2 separate regions of the Mus musculus genome follow, and region 2 is linked to region 1. Evidence: chromatin contacts called from public HiChIP or PLAC-seq data. All regions are on one chromosome and are shown on one strand. The core of a region is the stretch at or near the end of the contact, and the rest is flanking DNA. Distances in the headings are between cores, read along the strand shown. Region 1 overlaps Atp8b4 (ATPase, class I, type 8B, member 4). Region 2 overlaps Galk2 (galactokinase 2).

Region 1 (3,532 bases), core at 484-2,983:
TGTTTATAAAACACAGAACAATAAAGCTGGAATTGAGCAGGAAGTTTCCTCTCTTTGGCTCATGTTCAAAGCACTAGAAGGTACCAGAAGGTGTTGGAAGGTGCTATGAAGCATTTTGGGGAAGACAAATCGCCAATGATCTTACCCAGCTGTAGATTATGTATACAGCAATACTTACCTGTGCATAAACACATGCCCACTGGTATGAGAGTATTCTGAGGGTTATCAACCACTTTTGGATGAATATGAGATCTGCTTCATTGGAAGGAATTCATGCTTGGTAGTATAAACTTGGCTAAAAGCTAGGGAGGTCATTGGCTGTACAGTGACTCAGCCACTGAAGCTTTGGTAAATTGGACATGTAGTTAAACCACCTTCTGCAGTGGGCGACTGTCAAAATTGAGATTTGGAACAGATATTTACCAGTTTATGTCCATTCATTCTTTTGTTCATTTATTTGTTTGGCAAATGTATATTTCATACAATGCTAAAGAGTCTGTGGGCTCGTCCCAAAGAGGCCTTTAATTAGGTGATTGCTAATGTACTCAGGCCCGGAACATGATGTTGATATAGGAACAAGCACTCACTGTATATTATAAGTTATCTTTTCAAATACATGCAGCCTTTGATGCATTTGTGAGACTGGCATATGTGTATGTAGGCAGATATGTGTGTGTGTGTGTGTGTGTGTGTGTGTGTGTGTGTGCGCGCGTGTGTACATATGTAGGTATGTGAGCAGATGAGTGTGCTTTTGTGTTTGTGTGTGCGTTGGGTGTCTTTCTCTATTGCTCTTGTTTGTTTGAGGAGAGTCTCTTACTGAGCCTACCCAATGAATCACATGAGCTGGTCTCTGCTTCCCAATAGTGGGATTACATGGTCACATGCTTCCATGCCTGTTTTTTTTTTTTAAACTTGGGTGTCAGACATCCTAACTCAGATCTACATTCTTGTGCAGCGAGTGCTTTAACCTTTGAACCATCTCCCCAACTTCATCTTGCTAGCCCCTGAAGGAAAAATTATCACTAACTTTAATTTGTACATAGGGAACCTGAGACTCAGGTAGATAGAATATTGCCTATGTCATGTGACTATTAAGTAGAGGAGTCAGAATGCAAACCAAAAGCTGATGGAAAATCCTGTTCTAAGAAAGAACACAAAACCATGGGCTCTAAACTACAACCTGGAACAGCATTAGACACAGAGGGCAGTGTATCACAGCTTAGCTTATGAGGGGACAGAAATGTTTAAAAGTAAGGTAAGCTGATTATGAGAAATCAAACTATCTCTATGTTTATTTCAAAATTATCAAAGTTCTCAGTGCCTTAGAATTTCGTCAGGATAAAGAATTTAGAGGTACTGTCCAAACACAGAGTAGGAGCAGGTTTTGGTAGATTTTCTGTTTATTTGAAAAGTTCCCATGCAAATAAATATTTTATCCATTTTAAATATCTGAAAAAATAATATGTAGTCTGTTGAACTTTATAAGAAAATATGTAATTTGATCTAATAATACTATAGTAATAAAGCATTTTAGTTTGACTCGGCTTTTCATGGTGTCTTATGGGAACCAAACAACATTTATAAACAAATACATGGAAATATTTGTTAATTGCATATTTGTAAACCAGATGTTTTTACACCTTGGGGGAAATCCCCTAATATACATGTGCTTGAATGTGTTCAAGAATCTTTTGTATATTGTTACTGACTGAACTGTGGTCTGTGTTTCGCAACTAGTGACTGTTAATACCATTTCTAAACCAGAGAAGGGTTGACTCTTTCGTTAGGAATCTTTGTGTATTTTGTGGTCTTTTCTGTAAAGAACAGCATGTGTGTAATTCAAACAAAGAAAAATGACATCTCTTGTTGGTTAAAATACACAAATAAGTAAATAACTGAGTTAATAAATACATGGGCTTGGTTAACACTTTGTGACTTTACAAAACTTACCTGAAAACTCTTCCAGTCAAGTGGACAGAAGTCCAGTCCTACACAACATAGCTTATACATGGGCCCATGGATCTCATTAACAGACATGAAGGACAATTTCCTTTTGACTGGTGGTACTAATATGGCCGTTGTGGTGTTAATGTTGGATGGCTTCTCAGTGTTGAGAAGGTTGTACAGGGGCTTGGCGTCCAAGAACTCAAATAGAATCATTTGGCTTTAGAGACTGTCTTTTTAAGGGAAAAGGTTATGACTGTCTTTTTAAGGGAAAAGGTTATTTCATTCATCAGCCTAACAGTAGTGGGTAATCGCCTAAATATTGAGAATTTCTTGGCTAGGGAAACTCTTGACCAGCAATAATGGCACCCTATCCAGTGTGCAGCCTGACCTGTGGAAGAGTTGCAGTGGACAATCAAGAGACATCACTAATAATATGCAGAAAAAGTAAAGCTAATTAGTTTTGGAAAATCTTGGGATATTTTGTACTAAAAATTTTTATTGGTAAACTCCATATTTCCTCTTTGAGTAAATAGTTTGAGAGACTTAACAAATTGGTAGTTAAGCAGTAATCCAGCAGGCTGAATTTGGAATTTAAAAATGCCAAGGAAAGTTCAAAATAAGAACTTGTAGATTTTGCTCAGTATAGGTTTCCCTGTGCCGTTATAGTGGATGAACTATAATCGATGTCTTTTCTTTAGAGGGGCAAATGAGATTAACTATTTTGATTATGATTACACTTTATGATTGAGGCTGCCCCCAACAACGTTTTATCATTTCCAGCTAAGATGACTATGTGAGAAATGATCCTGTTTCCCCCGAATGGCTTTCTCATACTTTGCAGCCATTTCCCATATCTTCCTCGGATGGAACTAAAAAGAAGAAAGCAGGACCCCAGGGCAGCCTCTCTTGGGTCTTAGGCTTTGTTGGTGGAAAATATTTTTGCTGGTTTCTGATAAGGTCACTGCCTGTTTTCATCATTCTACCTGGCTTATGTTACAGTTGGGTAATACTATTTGGTATTCAAATCCCAATTTCATGATTCCTGTCAAAATATACCTACCTTTTAATTTATCATAGATTTACTGTCCTCTCTCAGCCTCTTTCCTTTTGAAAGAAAATTATGCATCTGAGTATTTTATTTGCATGTATATAATGTATATACCATGCACGTATCTGGTGCTCTTATATGTAGAAGAAGGAATCAGATCCCCTGACACTGGAGTTAAAGCTGCCATGAGGGGCAGGAAACCGATATGTGTTCTCTGTAAGAGCAGCAAATGCTCTTAGCTACTGATTATCTGCCCAGCCCCTACAACTCCTTCCTTGAAACCGTTTTTGCTTGTATGTTTGTTTTTTTTCCGAGACGGGGTTTCTCTTTGTAGTCCTGGCTGTCCTGGAACCAAACCATTTTTTTTAAAAAAAACTATGTCTCCAATAATGTTTCCAATAAATATTTTTAGATTTTATTACATAGACAGTGCGGTAAGTTGTGGGAATGTGTGGAGATGAGTATAGTGTTTCCCACAAAGGAAACTGGTCAACCCTTTGGAAAGAGAGGAAGAGAAATGGGAACTTTCATATTTTA
Region 2 (3,328 bases), core at 246-2,745, 480 kb after region 1:
GAACTTACTCTATTATTCTGCTGAATAGACATAGTACTAAACCAATTTCTAATTATTTAGTATTATTGTATCCATAAATTACTACATCTCTCAATTCATACCAGAAAAACTTCCTTCTCCAATAGAGGCAAAGACCCACAATTTGTCAAGTTGACAACAGTAAAAGGCTGTAGAATTCTCAGCATTAATGGGACATCTTATCATAATCCTTCTTCCCAATGCTCACTGAGAAAGAAGAGGTGGAGAGAATCTAAGAGCCAGAGGCAGTACAGGACTAAAATGAAACCGTGGTTTCCAAACACAACATAGTAGTTGTGAGATCAACTCACAGCAGTGTGACAGCAAGCCACACAACACCTGTGTAAGCTCAAGTCAGATAAAATCTCAGCATGGAAAGGGGAGGTGGGCGTGATGTTCCTCCCCTACCTAAGAAGTGATTGGCAATTGACAACTGCTGGGAAATGTAGTAAATTTTCTTGAAGTCAAATTTAAGAGTGTGGCCCCTGGTCATTCAACCATGCTCCAGTGTATGGCCAAACCCTCCAAGAAAAATAGGACTCAGTGGGTTTAGTTGGGGTTTGTAGTTTAGAGTATTGGTGTCGTCGTTACTTTTGGTTCAGTTTGGTTTGGTTTTTGAGGCAGAATCTTACAATGTCACAACTGCTAGCCTGAAACTCATTATGTAGACCAGGCTGACCTCTGCTTCCCCAATAATGGGGGGATTAAAGGCATATACTGCCACCCAACATGAACTTCAGGGTTTAAAAAAAGACAAATTTGGCTGGTTAAGGGGTGGAGTGTGATTACTATCAAAAGACACGCCATTAAATTCTCCAAGAACTAACTGAGAAAAAGGAACTGTGCCTGCTTTTAAGCAAATTAAGTCTTATTTATGAGAAAATTTGGTTTTTAAAATGTGTTTTAGCTATATCATCTTGGAAAGCAATATGTACCAAGTAGCCAAATTCAGTTGCCAATTTCAATGGCACATATGGAGTTATACAATTAAATTCCAATGTATTTCAACTAGATGTGATGGCACATGATCATTATTAGCACCTAGGAGATACAGGCTGGAGGGTGGCAATTTTGAGGCATTCTAGACCAGTTCCAGGCCAGCCTAGGGTACACACAAGGTCCTCAGGAGACATCCGCAATAATAAGAGGCTCTGAATTTGATTAAAAACCTCAGCTACAAAAGACATGCCCTCTCTTCTAGTCAGCTCTCTGAAGACATTCCCCAAAGGGCCTGGCAGTCTCACTACTGTTTCAGAGATACAGGCTAGCTCCGGATTCTTCCTGTGTCTTTAGAAGGGAGCAGTCACAACACGAAGCTGTCACATGCATCACACTTGTTCCAGGTCACTGTGGCTCTGGCAGAGAGGCTAGAATTCCGTGTTAAGAGCCAGAAAATAAAGTTGTATATGTCTGGAGTCTCCTCAGGACACCAGCACTTACTCATCAACCTCAAGGTAGAAACAGCAGTGAGTAATCCCTCAGGGAGAACCCTGGGGCTGCCACCTCCCAAAGAGGAAGTGTGTCCCAGCAGGAAATGGTCATTGAACAAGCACTGCTTCTGCTCCATCTGTGTACTGCCAAGGTGCTATGAAGCTTAATATTACATCTCCCTTCACAATTTTAATAATTATCTCAATGAGTAGACTAAAATTTAGAAATTTAAATCTTTATTTAAAAAAAAAAAAGAAGTTCAATCCCCAAATTTTCCAGGAAGAAAAAAACAAAACAACAAAAACTTACTTTTCCTAAATTGCTGTAGCTGTACTCTTTGAACTTGACAGCCTTATAAAGCAGGAGTCAAATAGAAGACTCTATGAGAGCTACGGATGCTTTCATAGTAAGTCAATAGGAGTCAGTTTATTACCCCACCCAGTTAGTAAAATAATAGCAGAAATAGATGATGATCACTGCAGAGTCCCACAACTGATAGAGGTGCAGAGAATAGCAGACTTTGGAACACTCATCCCTAAATACTACATCGGTATCACACCCTCCTGCCAAGGCTGGGGGATTACTGCAGAAGAGAAAGCATAGCCAGGGGCAGAGGACGACTACAAGTCAACAGTGCTTTCCGGAAATGGGCATTTGTTTAACATGTCTCTCCACTTCCACATTCTGTTTTACCTGAGATATGAACTGCATCCATCTTGTTAATTTTTGTGTCCCTAACTGGCTGACATGAGCCTAGGATGAACATCTATTAAATGAAGGAATGACTACTCTGTCCCAATTCTTTCTCTCTACAAGTATGGGGATCCCTCTACATACCTAAGAAGTATAAGTGCTACAAACTGTAGCGAGATCTCTGCTTACCTTATAAATAAGGAAGTAAGGCTTCTTTGAGGGTCATTTAGAAATATTTCAAAGAAGGCTAAATAAAAACAAAACAAAACTGTACTGAACATGTGGGAAGGCCCTTGAGGGTGGTAGCCATGCCCTTGTGACTGCAGGGGATACTAGGAGATGCTGAGGTAAGATATACCAGCCTTAGGCCTTACAGGGATAGTCAAGTATGGGGGAGGACACTTAATAAGAGATCAACAAATAGGGCTGGTTCCCATTAGAGAACTTTCACTAGCATGGTCCAGGAATCCTAAACTGCCAGTCTGGAATGCTGTAATCTAATACCATAGAACTTCAGCCTGGAGGCCTGTGGCCTGAGCCTTGGACCAGGACTGAACTATGCAGCCAGCACTTCCCTTATTTGCATGGCAGAGATTGCACAACTAAAAATTACATGGGTGCAGGTAAAGTACCCAGCCAGCCTGGACTGCCCTTCTCAGGACAGAGATTACAGGCCAGGAAAGGGCACACAAAGAAACTCACCCTAAGTCAACTAGTCTCCTAAATGGAGGAAGCCCAACCGATCCATCACCCCAGCTAACAGCCCCCCATGCTGTCGGTGGGACTGAAGTCCCTGCCTGGACCACTTCCTTCTTGAACTGTATACCATAAGTTACTTTTTCTGTGATGGTTCAAAGAGTGAATTCCTCCACTGCCTGACAGTTCCTTCCCAACTACTGGCTGCTCAACTCAGTTCAGTACAAGGCTTCTTTTACTTTATTCCAAAGCAATGGGGAACTTTGGGGCAGTGGTAAACAAAGGGGGAAGGGGGGAGAGGTACTTCATCAGGTAAAATGTCTAAGCCATCATGTCAGCCATCATTTGTAGAATGAGTGGGAAGAAGACAAACAGATCTGAGGAACAGTACAGAAGAGGATACTGGGGCTGCTACACACCATTTGACCGATTGAAGAGTAAAAGGCTTTTGGGGAGGTGGGGGCTGAGCATATGTGGACATGCTCACTTG

The links. HiChIP or PLAC-seq counts read pairs in DNA pulled down with a chosen protein or histone mark.
Region 2: an H3K27ac HiChIP or PLAC-seq map of the NIH/3T3 cell line shows a contact between it and region 1, with 6 times the contacts expected there. The contact joins two enhancer-like sites. A contact is called at or near these places in 3 of 484 Hi-C or Micro-C datasets (embryonic stem cells and liver) and 3 of 115 datasets of contacts at active chromatin or transcription factors (the NIH/3T3 cell line, embryonic fibroblasts and vascular smooth muscle cells).

What each region holds. Positions count from the first base shown.
Region 1 is chr2:126,417,307-126,420,838 of GRCm38.p6, reverse strand. All of the region lies in intron 9 of Atp8b4 (ATPase, class I, type 8B, member 4), which reads left to right. Among named protein-coding and RNA genes, the nearest start is that of Atp8b4, 72 kb to the left of the region's middle. Within about 2 kb of position 1,733, at least 6 of the 459 cell types and tissues checked have an H3K27ac peak or open chromatin away from gene starts, as enhancers often do. A contact at or near this core is called in the NIH/3T3 cell line, where this site is marked.
Region 2 is chr2:125,932,273-125,935,600 of GRCm38.p6, reverse strand. All of the region lies in intron 7 of Galk2 (galactokinase 2), which reads right to left. Among named protein-coding and RNA genes, the nearest start is that of Galk2, 68 kb to the right of the region's middle. Within about 2 kb of position 1,495, at least 46 of the 459 cell types and tissues checked have an H3K27ac peak or open chromatin away from gene starts, as enhancers often do. A contact at or near this core is called in the NIH/3T3 cell line, where this site is marked.